Linked DNA regions of Arabidopsis thaliana: region 1 is linked to region 2. A link is a contact called in public capture Hi-C data. All regions are on one chromosome and are shown on one strand. Each heading gives the region's core, a stretch centred on a gene start, on an enhancer-like site or on the middle of the called end of the contact. The rest is flanking DNA. Distances are from core to core; before and after follow the strand shown. Region 1 holds the start of AT3G22104 (Phototropic-responsive NPH3 family protein). Region 2 holds the start of SGP2 (Ras-related small GTP-binding family protein).

Region 1 (6,956 bases), core at 2,613-5,112, 150 kb after region 2:
AAATCTTGTAAACTTTGAGATGGTAAGTGGTAAATAAATTCACAAGGTCAAAGTTTGACTCATTTATGTATAAAACTTCCATGACGGGTTTTAACAACAACAAAAAAAACTTCCATGACGGCAAAAATGATATTTTTTGAAGTCGAACGGAAAGAAAATGATTGTTACTATTTGGGCCAAGAAGCCCACTAATTAAAGCAATATCATCTGGGGTCGAGATTATTGATGACAATAGTTTAAACTTATGCATTATTATTATTATTGCACGACATTTGTGTTATCTAAATTCATTTTTTTTTGTTAATGCTCTAAATGCAGTATTTTAAAAGTATGTAAACCTGAACACATATGATTAGGAAAAAAGCTATTGTTGGTTTTGTAGTTTTTGGCGATAGTGACTAGTTACTAAGGGCATCTCCAAGGCTCAACACCATTTTGGTGTTCAAATTACACCATTTTTAGCATTAAAACTTGTGTTCTCTCCAATCATAACACCAAAAATCACACTAAAAAAAAAAATACTATTATATTATCTATTTAAAAGATTTCTTTTATTATTTAATAGTTTTGATTAGTATTTATTATTAGTATAGAATTACATAACATTATAAACATAGTACATTGAAATATATATTTAAAAATACATAAAATTGTAACTATTTTGAGTATTTTCATACATAATAATATAAAAATATCATAACTAAATAAACTATTTCAAGAGATATAATATATTAATGTATCCATTCATTTTTATATTTTATATCTATTAATCATTTGTAATTTTATATTTGTTAATTGAATTTTTATTGATATAATAAGTGAATAGTGTTTAGAGTTGTGAATAGTATCAGACCAAATTTGATGTAACACTGTAGCATTACACTAAAATGGTGTGCATTTTAGAGTTCCATTGGAAAGCTTTTAGTGCAAAAATTACACTAAAATGGTGTTTTAGAGTCCTATTGGAGTTGGCCTAAATCATGTATGTTTTGCAGTTGCAAGAATTTAATGCCATGTTTCAGTGGGTAAAACATGTCAGTATAACTTTCATCATTGACGTAATCCAAAATCTAAACTGTAATTTTCAGTTTTTAAAATTTATTTTCTTATTGACCATTTATTTATTTTCTTATTGCATGTCTTTTAGTCGATTTTATAGATTTCTAGGTGCTCTTTTAAGTGTCTTTCAAAATGGGTCATATGTTTGTTGGGGGGGAAAAGAGCTATGGACGAGTGTTTGGATCGAAAACGAAGAGATTTGGGCCACAATGCCCGTTAAATTTAGCAATATCATCTTTACATTTCAAATTTGTAATTTGTGTTACTAAAGCATTTTCTTTTGGTTTCTTTTTTTTGTCCGTGTCGTCCATTTTCTCCGGTGTAAAAAGAGAGAGAAATACATTTCCCAAAACATTTTTTTTGGTCGCACTTCCCAAAACCTTTGACATATTTTTCTGAAGAATATTCAATTCATATAACATTCTTAAACCAAGTAAAAGTGTGATATCCGCATAATGACATAACTAGATGTTACTTAAGTATATGGTTGTAGCAAAATATGTTCGTTTAATAACTCAATATCTCTCCTAAGATGCTCCGTTTATCCAATACCACCTTGATTTAATCCAGTTTCTTTTCAAAAGCAAGTTATATAGAATCATTTCACATCATTCATGAGCAACAAATGAAGCAAATATGCAATGTGTTCTGTTTTTAATTACACTCAGTGTTCTGTTACATGAATAACATATAAGTTGATGATAAGGTGTGTTATTTTTAATGTGATTGTGAGAAATGATCGTCATTTTCATAATCTTAAAATACGTAGGAACAAAAGTAGGAATCCGATCCCTCCAAAGCATATTCAAGCAAAAGGTAGGAGATGACATGACCACATGACCCAAAACTCATGGATTATTATACATAAAATTTCTTTTTCTATCACAAAAACAAAAGAATACATATGGACTGATCGATGTGGCCACTACACACAATCACACATATAGTAGTGTCGTACAACACAAGGGTTCATTAGTTTAATTTGATAGAGAACGTCGTGACTTGTGAGTCACTGCAATACATTGGTTGATCCATTTAGTTTTAAATTGGTATATTGTTAATGCTATACCAACTTACTAAGTAAATTAACAGATTCTTTAGTATTATATATCTTGATGAGCCTTTTTAATTTCTCTAACGTACAAATGATAAAATTGCAATTACTTTATTAGGTTTTACACCACGTGAGCAATATTGGTGTCTCACGTAAGCACCTTTAGGTCCTTAACATTTAAACTCCTCTCTGTCTAGCTATTACCTAGTAGCCGGATTTCAGTTTGGTTTTATAACTTTTGTTTTAGATTTTCTTTGGGTTTCTTCGTCAACATATTTCTTTGATTGATGTGACTTATTTAATATAGCTTGAATCCAAACCAATAAAAAGAAGCCATACTACGCCTCAATTTTTTCCTCGTAGTTTAGTTTATCCGAAATACACCCTAATTTCCCAATTATGTAAGTAAGATGGGCTAATACTCTGGAAGAAGTGTCTCATAAAACAACACTATTGGGCACTCAAATGGGCCAGTTACGCCAATAGCTGTAAATACCTATTGATATTCAGGGTATAAATGTCCTTTCAGAGTATAAGTCACGTGAGCCCCGTTCCATGGCTTTTTTGCTCACCACGTTAGGAGGAGCTTCAGTGCATGAGCAGTTGAAACCAAATCACACTTTTATTTTATTTTATTTATATTATTATTTAACATTTATTTTTGTTATTAAAAAAAAAATTTAGAATATTTTTTTGTTGTCTAACGAATGCTATTTTTAGACTCTATTATTGCGGTGCCTCGTTTATTAACAGCTATTTTCTTGTTTTTTTTTGAATAGTATTGTAACTATTTATGTTTTTTGGAAAGTAAATATTTATTTGAACTATTTGTTATGCCATCTAACGTAATAATAAAGCATCATTTTTGTTTGCGGAGATCCCTTTATATTACATTATCGTATATATATATATATATAATTATTGATTTTATATAGTTGTATGTCATCATCAACAAAGATAATAATTATATTATATATTCCTGATTTTGTATCTTTGTTAACGTCTCGATGTAATCAAATTTTCCTCCATTTTAATTATTATAATCTTGAAATAGTATGGTAGATAAATCAAATTCAGTTTGGTCCACATAGTACCAATTTTGTTATGGTCGGGTCCAATAATTAATATTTTGTATATTTGTATATTGGTATTTAACGGAAAATAAAGATTTAAGTTTAAGATTTTTTTTGTAAAAAACTTTAAGTAGAACAAGATTTGAGAAATTTGATTATCTAAATATATTTCAAAAATTCTGGCTGGCTTAAATTTTCGGTTGTTGTTTCAAAACTTCTTCTTTTGAATTCTGTTCTTTATTTTTTATTTTTTTATTTTTGTATGTTGTTTAAGATGATTAAAAACTAATCATTTTTCAACAGCAATAATCATGTTTTAATAAAAAATATAACTTTGATTAGAAGCATCACGTGTAAACATAATTTCTATCAAATTCATTTGACCGCTGCACCATTCGTACTAAAGTTTACTCTTTGGCTCATGAGTTAAACTAATCTAAAATAAATAAAGTTGATTAGAGATATAAATACAACATGATTATAAAATTAAAGGGAATATAGCCTAAAAAGCTTCACCATTTGAGCTTAAACTAAATAAACTTTACCAGAAAAATAAATGATTAATTACTGATTGATCAGCTGATCAAAAGGTTAAAAAAAAAAAAAACTTTACATTATAATAAGGAATAAACAAAAAAAATATCCTTTATCTTTTTAATAAAAATAAAATAAAATTGTTTTATTAGCAAGAATGTCAGAGAATAGGTCTCAGTTCTCATCTCTCTCTCTTCCTCTCTATAACAGTGAACAGAGTGGTGTTTGCTTGGACACGCCTTTGTTGCTTTGCTTTGGTCTCTTTCCTTTTTTATTTACTCTCAAAACTTTCATTTTTCGTTTTGTTTATCAATGAACAAAATACAAACCCACCACCACTACTAATTTGTGGGTGCTTCTCTAATTGACTTGACAGACATCATAAGAGAAGACTTATATAGAATCTGACAATCACAAAACCAACAAAAGTTTCTTGCTTCTTTGCTCTTTGTCTTCTTTCTCTTCTCAGCATAAATCCACACCTCTCTCTCTACTGTTACTCACCTCTTTCACCACATTTCTTTTCTCTTTTGGGGGAAGAATCAAGAAAGAAAGAGAGCTAGAATCTAGTTCTATCCAAGAGTGTTTTTTAGTTTCTTTCTCCTTTTTGGGATATGGAAGCTTGTTGCTCTGATCTTGAAGTAGACATCAATGGAGAACAAACTATCTTTCTCAATAAGGTAAAGTCTAAATTAGGCTCAAAAAATCCAAACTTTAACCATTTCTCAATGTTAATTTCAGTTTTTCTTATCTGGGTTTAGTTAAATTCTTGTTCTTGCGTTAAATCTTGATTTACAAGTTCTAATTTATGCATCAAAACTGTGTTCATGTGATTTTAAAAATACATCTTTTGTGTATCTTTATATGATAATACTACGGCTCACGTACTGTGTGTGACTCTCCTACATTTAGCATTTAATGTCCTCTCAACAAATTACCTTAAAATGAGGGCACACAAATTTCTTCTTTTTTTTTGTTTTCTTCCTGTGAAACCAATCACTAATTTGGAATCTGCAACTAATTCTCTGAGTATCAATGGACTCAAGAGTTTTAGTTAAGTGAGTAATGAAGTAAAATGTCTCCATCATCATTTATTGCCTTTTTTTGTTCTTATACTTGTTCTCTGACTTTCTCCCATATTTCTCTGTAAATCAAACAAAATTTTGCCCTCTCTAGGAAGATAAGAGGCTTAATTTGGATTTTTGTTGGATACTATTCACTTCCCTTTTGTTCTTACTTGTTATGTGACTTATGAAGATGATCTTAAATGATTGGAGACACAGAGACCTTTGTGTAGTTGATATTTAATTTCCTTCCTGTCTTGTAATAACTGTTGCCTTTATTCTTTCACTAACAGTAACAAGCCTTAAAGTTTTTTGCTTTTTTTTTTTTTCTTGTAGTAACTTATGTTTGTGTTGTTTGTATTTTGACTGCAGCAAATCATATGTGCTTATTCTGGAACGTTAAGAAAGCTTTTGGGGAAATCAACTAGTTCCAGTGGAAATCTCAAGGTGATCTTCAATGATTTCCCCGGTGGAGCTGAGAGTTTCGAGTTTGTATCGAGGTTTTGCTACAATGACGGTCGAGTAGCTGTGATGCCTTCGAATGTAGTTTTCTTGCATTGTGCTGCTAAGTTTATGGAAGTCACTAAAGTCTTGGAACAAACAGAGAAGTGTATGGAAGAGATTAGGTATTGGGCTTGGCCAGAGGTTCTTCTTTGTCTAAAACAGTGTCAAGAAGTTGAAACATCGCCCGAAGTTGATTCTTTAGCCGCGAAACTGATGGATGCGTTGGTGGAGAAACTGTGTTTAACCATTGAAATGAGTCCTTCTAGTGCTGGTTCTGCTTGTTCACCAGATAGCAGCTTGTTTCGGTTTTCTTGTGATAGTAAAAGCACAGAGAGTTTCAAGAATTGCTCTGTTCGGTTAACTTGGTGGTTCGATGAAGTTCTTGTTCTGAGTTCTGGTTTGGTTGAAATGTTCTTGAAGCTTATGGTATTGCGGAAATTTGATAATCTCATCATAAGTAGGTTCTTGTTCTATTATCAGAAGGTCAAGTTTTGCTCTGCGTCTTCTCATGAGAAAAGAAAGATTCTTGAAACCATCATTGATACTCTTTGCGTCTTAGATCGAAGTTGTGTCCCTTGCAAGAGCCTTTTTGCGGTTTTGAGGCTTGCTCTTGGATTGAACATAAACAAAAGCTGTATGAACAAGCTGGAGGTTATGATAGGTCACCAACTGGATCAAGCAACACTAGACAATCTTCTTGTTCCATCTCCATCGAAATCGAGTCACTTGTACTATGTGAATCTTGTTCTTAGATTCACAAAAGCTTTCCTAGATGGGGCAAGAAGTGGATTGCAATTGAAGAAAGTCTCAAGTTTGATTGATCAATACATAGCTGAAGTAGCACCTGATCCTTGCTTGAAACCTTCAAAGTTTCTTTCTCTCATCACACTTGTTCCAGATTCAGCCAGAGAATCCCACGAAGATATATACCGTGCTATTGATATGTATCTCGAGGTACGTTTCAACACTCATCTCAAGTTCAAAATGTAAAAAAGAATGTTTCGATCTTTATCACACTAATAACAGTTTAATGGCTCGTTCAGGCTCACACAGGAACAACTGATGGCGAAAAACTCAACTTGATACGAACTTTAAGTTACGAGAAGCTTTCAGGAGAATCAAGAGCTCACATTTCGCGTAACCAAAAGTTTCAGGCTATTGAGACACTAGATGAACAACAACAACAACAACAACAACAACAACAACAGAAGCAGCTCATACTCAGAATGGAGAAGGTTGAGACTTCAGGAGAAAACGAGAAGCTGAAGGAACATATCGAAGGGATTCAATGGAGGGTAATGGAATTGGAGAGAGCTTGTTTGAAAATGCAGAATCAAATGGAAGTTATCAAGAAGAGATCCAAGAGCTCGAGCAAAGGAAGTAATAGATCACTTCCTAAGCTCTGTTCTTGATTAGTGAAGCTGTAAGCTTACGATCATATTTGTACATAGAGTGATAGAGAGCATAAGGAGTCAATTATAGTTACCATTTGGTTCTTATGTTTCAGAGTATTTATCTTTTCTTGTGTTGTTTTCTTTGTCACAAAGTTGTGCGTAATGAAAAGTAAAGATAAATTCGTTTTTATGGAGATGATACAAACTTAAATCTATAAAATTTTCTTGTGAGATTAATACCAAGAATGCAAAACAAAAATCTAGAATTTTGATT
Region 2 (7,355 bases), core at 2,935-5,434:
ATATCCTGAAACTCCACGTGAATATGTATGATTATAGACTTTTCCATGAATTTTTCTAGTAATGATTCGACAAAACTTTTAGTATTATTATTATTCGATATGAAAAGCATAGAACAAAACTTTTTGTAGGGAGTACAAAGCAAAGTTTGGTTGTAGATACTAGATATGAAAGTTAAGTTAATGGCGAACAAATTTGACACTTCTTCCGCTACAGACAATCTATGGTCACATCACATTTCTTCTTTTCAGTCTTCTCGTTTTGGTTTTCTTTGGAATTTGTTTTTGTCTTCTTCTTAAGCAGTAGAATTTAACTTTAACAATTTCTGTATGACCATATGAAACTATCTCATATGGAATCGAATAAAACATTATTTCTTCGTCCAATCTGCATCTACTTCTTTATTTTGTCGAAGATATTATACAATATTCTTCTAGTACTAATTAGTTTAAGATTTATCTGAGTCGTAAGTACTAGATTTTTTAGGTTTTCCAAAAGTTCTCTTTCCTCTGTTACCAAACAGAAGCAGCCACCAAATTTAGGTAGTTGCCCCAAATCAGTATGGAATTCCCATCTTTATAATATGATATCTTTGATTTTCATGTCAAGTCAAAAGTTACAATTTTAAAATGTTGTAAAAACATTACAAGCAACAATGGTTTCATACTAGCTTTTGATAGTGTACGATATTAAATTATTTGTTTTTGTGTTACAGCATGACGATTTCAGGGTGGGTGTTCATGATATCTGTTGGATTCAATGCAGCGATAAGGTCTGTTTTGTCCCAACTCACCACTTGCATGATCGTTTTCACTAAATTTAAATCATATAAAATAGAAAACGTCTCTATCCAATTTACCTACCCCCATAAAAATATGTGGATTCTTACATTTTACACACTTAAATAATGCTAAATCATACTGAACCATAAGCTCTTTTTCTCCTATTAAATCTGATGAAGTGTGACAAAAATTGTGTTATGATGTTGATACAGTGTAAGAGTGAGCAATGAACTTGGAGCTGGGAACCCTAAATCAGCAGCTTTTTCTGTGATCATCGTTAACATTTATTCGTTAATCACTTGTGTGATCCTAGCCATTGTTATTTTAGCGTGCCGCGATGTTTTAAGCTATGCTTTCACTGAGGGTAAAGAAGTCTCGGACGCTGTTTCTGATCTCTGTCCGCTTCTTGCCGTAACACTTGTCCTTAACGGAATCCAACCTGTCCTCTCTGGTAAACCCTTCTGATCGATACACCGCAATTTCGCAAACCGAATAAGCGAAGATTTTTTTTTTTTTTTTGAACAATTGGGAAAATTTTATTATAGGTGTGGCGGTTGGATGCGGTTGGCAAACGTTTGTGGCGAAGGTTAACGTTGGATGTTACTACATTATTGGAATTCCTCTTGGGGCTCTCTTTGGGTTTTACTTTAACTTCGGTGCCAAGGCAAGATAGTTTTCTTAACTTTCATTTTAATTAGTTACCATTATTCTTGTATTGAATATTAGAATAACAAATTTAAGGCTAATGATGCTATAGGGTATATGGACGGGGATGATCGGTGGTACGGTTATACAAACGTTTATTTTGGCGTGGGTCACGTTTAGAACAGATTGGACAAAAGAAGTAAGTTTGCTAAACTTTAAGCTGCCCTGTAGGCGCTAAGTGTTTACGTAAATATTTTCATTGATTTGATAGTTATTTTAATTTGTTTCAGGTGGAAGAAGCTTCCAAAAGGTTGGACAAATGGAGCAACAAGAAACAAGAAGTTGTTCCTGAATGATGCAGGTTGATGAAAGTTTGGTATCCAAGGAACCGATTAGATTCATCGGTAAACCGATGCAAATGCTCAAAGTAACATGTGAGCTGGTAAAAAAGGATATGGATCAACCTTTTAAACTTCTACAACTCAATTTTAAGTTTTTTGTGTTCTTGTTTAAAATGTTAGAGGTAGGTTATGTATTTTTGTATGCCAAGATTATAATAGTTACTGCGTTATTTTTTATTGATTTATATATATATGCATGTCTTTGATTGGATAGATCTTAGTTATTTTTGTTACTGAGTTTTTCTTTAGTTTAATGATATTTTGTTAGACTGGAATGCAATTAAAGTTTCTCTCTTTCAGTATGATGCATTTTTGTTGTTGTTGAGAATGTGAAGGAAAATAAGAACTGGACTTCCAACAAAATGGGCAGGGTGATCTATGGGCCTAATATATGGGCCTAAGTAAACTGAAATTACTATACATAAAACAAAGTTTTCACATCATAAAATCAGTCCAGCTCATTTGCGTTGAGGACTTGAGGCACAGAGAAAATTTGGAGTTTTTTTTTGTCAAAGGAGAAATTTTGGAGTTGATGATTCGATATCTGACATAGTTATAAATGTGTATTATCTTGCTCTAACTTTGCTTTAGTTAGTGGCAAAATTTTGATGTAAACAAAAGTAAAATAATCGCCTACTTAACGCATCTATGACATTTTAATATAAGCACTATTTTCATTCGTGTTTAATAAAAAATAACGAAAACGATTGTAAGAACTTCTAAATATTCTTATAAACTACTAGACGAGATGTTATATTTGTTCCATAAAGTTAGAGAAAGGAGCGATTAAATTTCCGTTACACTTGATGTAAACACGTTTTTTCGAATAAATTTTACATTTTATTCAAAAAAAAGAAAAAAAAAAAAGTAAAGAAGAAAAATTCTTGATACTTTTTCTTTTCATTATTCTCATTATAAACCATACAACGAAAAAGGATATAAATAGTAAATACTTGGCCAAGCCAATAATGGCCGTCACGTTGTATCTGTGCCATTTTCTGTCTACACATTTAAGTCTTATTTATTCTTTTGTTGGTCCAACAATTAGGCAATCGTTTGTCATTTAAAATAACACAAATGTATCTGTTGCACACAAATGTATCAAAACTCAAACAATTTTCTATGTATACCTAAACTAACGTATATATTGAAGTTTTTGTAAATTTGTATCACGACCTACAATAAATTACTCCTTTTTTACAGTATTAGATCTATATTACTAGATATCAAAGTGTTTCAATTTTCAAGCTTGCTATTTGAGTTTATCTGAATAATCCTAATCTGTTTGTATCTTTCTAGTTTGAATGAAAGAGTTTGGTATACACAAAAAAAAAAAAAAAAATCTAGATATAACAAAATCGTTTGATACTAATTTAATTTGAACTCCATTAGAACGTTGGCCAATGATGGTGAAAGATGTAGTTATATGATTTTGAAAGTCTATTGGAAATCACGACTTTAAGTAAATCATTCAAACTCAGGAAAGTTAGCAGCCATTATACGATAGTGCATTTTGGTTATAATTTTTTTTAAAACAGTTGTCGGAGACATGTCTTTATAAGGCCTCTCTTTTCTTTAACGTGGGTTTTAAATTCACGTGGGTCTCAATAATTAAACCAAAATACCATCATTTGAACCAACAATTTTTAAACCGAATTAAATCAGCAGCACTTGATTCCCCCAATATCATATGATTTGTTTATAACTTACATAATTTGATTATGTCGAGAGAATATTGAACCTTGTTTTCAGTATTTTAAAATTATCGGAAGAAACCCACATTTGTGTGTAATCATCCAAAAACATGGCTCACATGTGGTGGGTACATGAAGACACACATCATCATTGTATGCTTTCTTGCACACATCTGAAAACTAACTCATTACATTTTTATTTTCTTAGTAAAATAATCAAACATGATTTAACTTTAGATAAGTCTTAGATGAATTTAGTTTTATCACTTAAAGTTACAAATCATGAAGATAAGTTCTTCTAAATCAACTTGATTAACACCAAAGTTAAAATTATGAATGATAATTGGTAGTAGTACGGAGATCATGAATTGTGATATAGACCACATCCAAAACCGCATCGCAACAGTGGTGTAACACTACCAAAATCTCTACATATACATATGTATCTACGTATTTTTGTTACTATTTGAACCGTACTGCACTTTATTTCTTACACCGCAAAACGCAGTCACCATTCGGACCCTGAATTTGTCAACAATATCAGACTAAAAAATCTAGAAACTTTGCATACAATGCAAGCACGTAATACATGACTATAATCGATACGTCTTTTTCGTACAAAAAATTCATAGGTCAACTTTAGGCCCCAAAGATGTATGTGGTCATCACATCTCACCAGAAAAGTTCGTTGCAAATTTTTCAAATCCCATCAAAAATAGTAAATTTCAAAATTCATTTAATAAGAGTGTCGTCTCTTCCGAAAAAAGAGGAAGAAACACAGAAAAGCTAAAGCTTCGGGCATTATGTATTGAAATCAAATCTCTCTCTCTTTTTCTTCCGTGGCCAAAATGGATCCAAGCAGCTTCTCTTTGGCCATCTCTTCTTGAAGCTGCTTTCTTCCTCAAATTCTTTTTTTTCCAGATTCTTCTCCTTTCTTCTTCCTTCTTCCTTATTTCGATTTCGAATTTTGAATTTTCTCAATGGCTCAATCGTGTCTTAAAATTGTTCGAATCAACAATCTAAGGAACAGAGTGAATCGTCGGATTTTGATTCTCCGACGATTCACACGGTTGTTATGGAGTAGAATCGTTGCTTGTACTCCTGGCAAATCTCGGAGATATCTCTTGCTTTCTCGCGCTCTTCCGTCTCCGACTGTTTCTCGTCCTTCTCCTTCTCCGATCCCCGCCGTCGATGTCGTCGTCGGTGGTGGTGGTGGTGGTGGTGAGTTTGTTCGTCGTTCGTCGGTTGTTTACGATAATGATAACAGTCATCGGAGATCGGATTCTGATTTGGTTTCTTTGAAGATTAGTCTCTTAGGAGATCCAGAAATCGGAAAAACTAGCTTCCTGGTAAGAATAATTTCGAATCCAACATACGTTTTCGATTTTGAATTTGCGTTGAGATTGATTTTGAATTTGCGTTGAGATTGATTTTGAATTTTTGGGAATTTGAAAGGCGAAATATGTTGGAGAAGAGAAAGAAGTAGAAATGAGAGAATTGGAGAAAGGTATAAATTGTACGGACAAGACGTTATACATGGGAGGTGCTCGCATTTCATATAGTATCTGGGAATTAGAAGGTACTTAATCATTGTTGTTAATCCACATTAGTTTAGCAGTAATGATAATGTGAAGACTAATTAACATTGTTGTTATATAGGAGCTGAGAGATCACGAGATCAAATCCCTGTGGCTTGCAAGGACTCTGTTGCCATTCTCTTTATGTTTGATTTAACCAGTCGTTGCACGCTTAATAGTGTCATTAGCTGGTATCAACAAGCTAGGAAGTCTAATCAGGTAATATTAATTTCACTATCATTTGTCAAATTTGGGCTCTTTGTTAAAAGTCTTTTAAAATTTAGACCTGGGTGGTCGGGTATTCGGATCGGGTTTAGGGTATTTTACCCAGGTCTAATCTTGTTGTGTGAAATTTAGGGTTGATTGGTTGTAACTGGGCGTTCGGGTATTCGAATCGGGTTCGAGTCTTCGGGTTTCGGTATTTTGCCGAAGCCTAGTCTTGTTGTATAGAATTTTGGGGATGATTGGTTGCGACTGTAACGTATATTTTGGCTAAGCATAGACAAAGAACAAAAATATGGATCTAAAAGTGTGATTGTAGAAAATTAGAGTTGAGACTTAAAAAAAATATGATATTTTTCAATGTTTTTTGTTTAAGATCAAATGTTATTGTTTTGGTGAAGCTAAACACTGATAGGTTTGATAAATATATTACAGACGGCGATACCAGTTATGGTAGGAACCAAGTTTGATGAGTTTATTCAGCTTCCTATTGATCTGCAATGGACAATTGCTAGCCAGGTAATGTTTTTAACCATATCTTTTGAAGTCATTTGAATTCTAGTAACAAATCAATACAGTGAAATTCAATATAATTTATTTTACATTTGGAATGTTTTGTGTAACAGGCGAGAACATATGCGAAGGCTTTAAACGCGACGCTCTTCTTCTCGAGTGCTTCATACAACATAAACGTGAATAAGATCTTTAAGTTTGTGACGGCGAAGCTCTTCGACTTACCATGGACGGTGGAGCGCAATCTCACAATCGGAGAACCAATCATCGACTTCTAGAATATGTATTTGTATATAATATAAAAGAAGCGAATCCTGAAGAATGCGTTTTTTTTTTTTTTTTTTAATTCACCGCTAAAGCTTGTCGCCGTGGGACTGATCGGACTAGTCGAATTTAAGCGAAATGGAGAGATGAAGCGGCGGAGATTTCGCCCGCTTTTCTCCATTGTTATCTGTTTCTTTTCAAACAAACAAACAAACAAAGAAAAACGGAGAGTAAATGGTTTCGAGAGGTAGAAGAAAACAAAGAAAAGAGGAGATCGTGATATGTTTTTCTTTGTATTTCTTTTGGTTTTGTAATCTTTTCTCTTTCGATGACCACTGGAGATTTTTGGTTCCAGTAAATTCTATATAGTAAATACCATTTCGCTTTGAGTATTAACGTAAGATCAAATTGTTTTCACATTTACATAGTCTCAAGTGAGGAAGTGTCCAAAATTTAGGTTTTCTTGCATACTATACAATTTTAATTATACCAAACAAAAAAAACCAATATCATTTTTGGGATTTATTCATGGGAATGTCACTTCTGTAATGTGTATCAGTGTATGACGGATTTGATCTTTCCAAAAATCGTAGAATTTAACAGAAACACACATGCAAAAACTGTTGCAATGTGACGTGCTTTGACTCGTTTAGACACATATTTGATCTGTAATGTACGTCTATAAATGTCCATAAACGTTCACTGACGACACATATAGGTATATTAGTTATGCACTATTATCGTCATTTTAATTTTCAGAATAAAAGGGTTAATTGATTTGTTTACTAGAAATTGTTACTTTCTTTTAGAGCTTCAAAGAGATGTTAATTGCCAAATTAAGTTTTTCAAAAGAGCTATTTTACGAATTAAAACCTCAAAATACATGTATGATGTATTTCAAGATTTTGAAAATGTCATTTTATATAAGAACGTTGATGGCCAATTCATATGAAGATGAAAGAGGGATTAAAAGTTAAAATTCAGAATTGTATTGTAGCTTCCTTCCAAAAAATAGTCATATGTGTACTTAACTGCTCCAGTTTTAAACGGCCAACAAAATCAGTTACGGTTTTTGTGATACCGAGATCTCATCGTATTCCTTTTTCACATGTTTCGTCATGTTTTTGCTCATCCAAATCCAATAGTTTCAACTTTCTAGTGTTATCATTTTGTAACGGCTAACGATAAAGAAAAAGGTCTTTATTAGGCTTTGAAAGTTTCACGCAACATTATTCAACGAACCAAATATTAACTCTTCC

Evidence for each region. Capture Hi-C pulls out chosen DNA fragments and counts their contacts.
Region 1: a capture Hi-C map of root shows a contact between it and region 2, with 6 times the contacts expected there. The contact joins the promoter of AT3G22104 here to the promoter of SGP2 in region 2.

The regions. Positions count from the first base shown.
Region 1 is chr3:7,785,480-7,792,435 of TAIR10.1, forward strand. AT3G22104 (Phototropic-responsive NPH3 family protein) reads left to right here and starts at 3,863. Exons shown (of 3, transcript NM_113107.7): 1 at 3,863-4,400; 2 at 5,157-6,242; 3 at 6,332-6,927. The coding sequence starts at 4,335. The coding sequence ends at 6,700.
Region 2 is chr3:7,640,081-7,647,435 of TAIR10.1, forward strand. SGP2 (Ras-related small GTP-binding family protein) reads left to right here and starts at 4,185. Exons shown (of 5, transcript NM_180291.3): 1 at 4,185-4,869; 2 at 4,976-5,099; 3 at 5,180-5,316; 4 at 5,755-5,838; 5 at 5,946-6,560. The coding sequence starts at 4,501. The coding sequence ends at 6,110. It overlaps AT3G21690 (MATE efflux family protein), which reads left to right. Exons shown (of 7, transcript NM_113064.5): 3 at 714-770; 4 at 993-1,231; 5 at 1,326-1,444; 6 at 1,538-1,624; 7 at 1,716-2,309. The coding sequence ends at 1,781.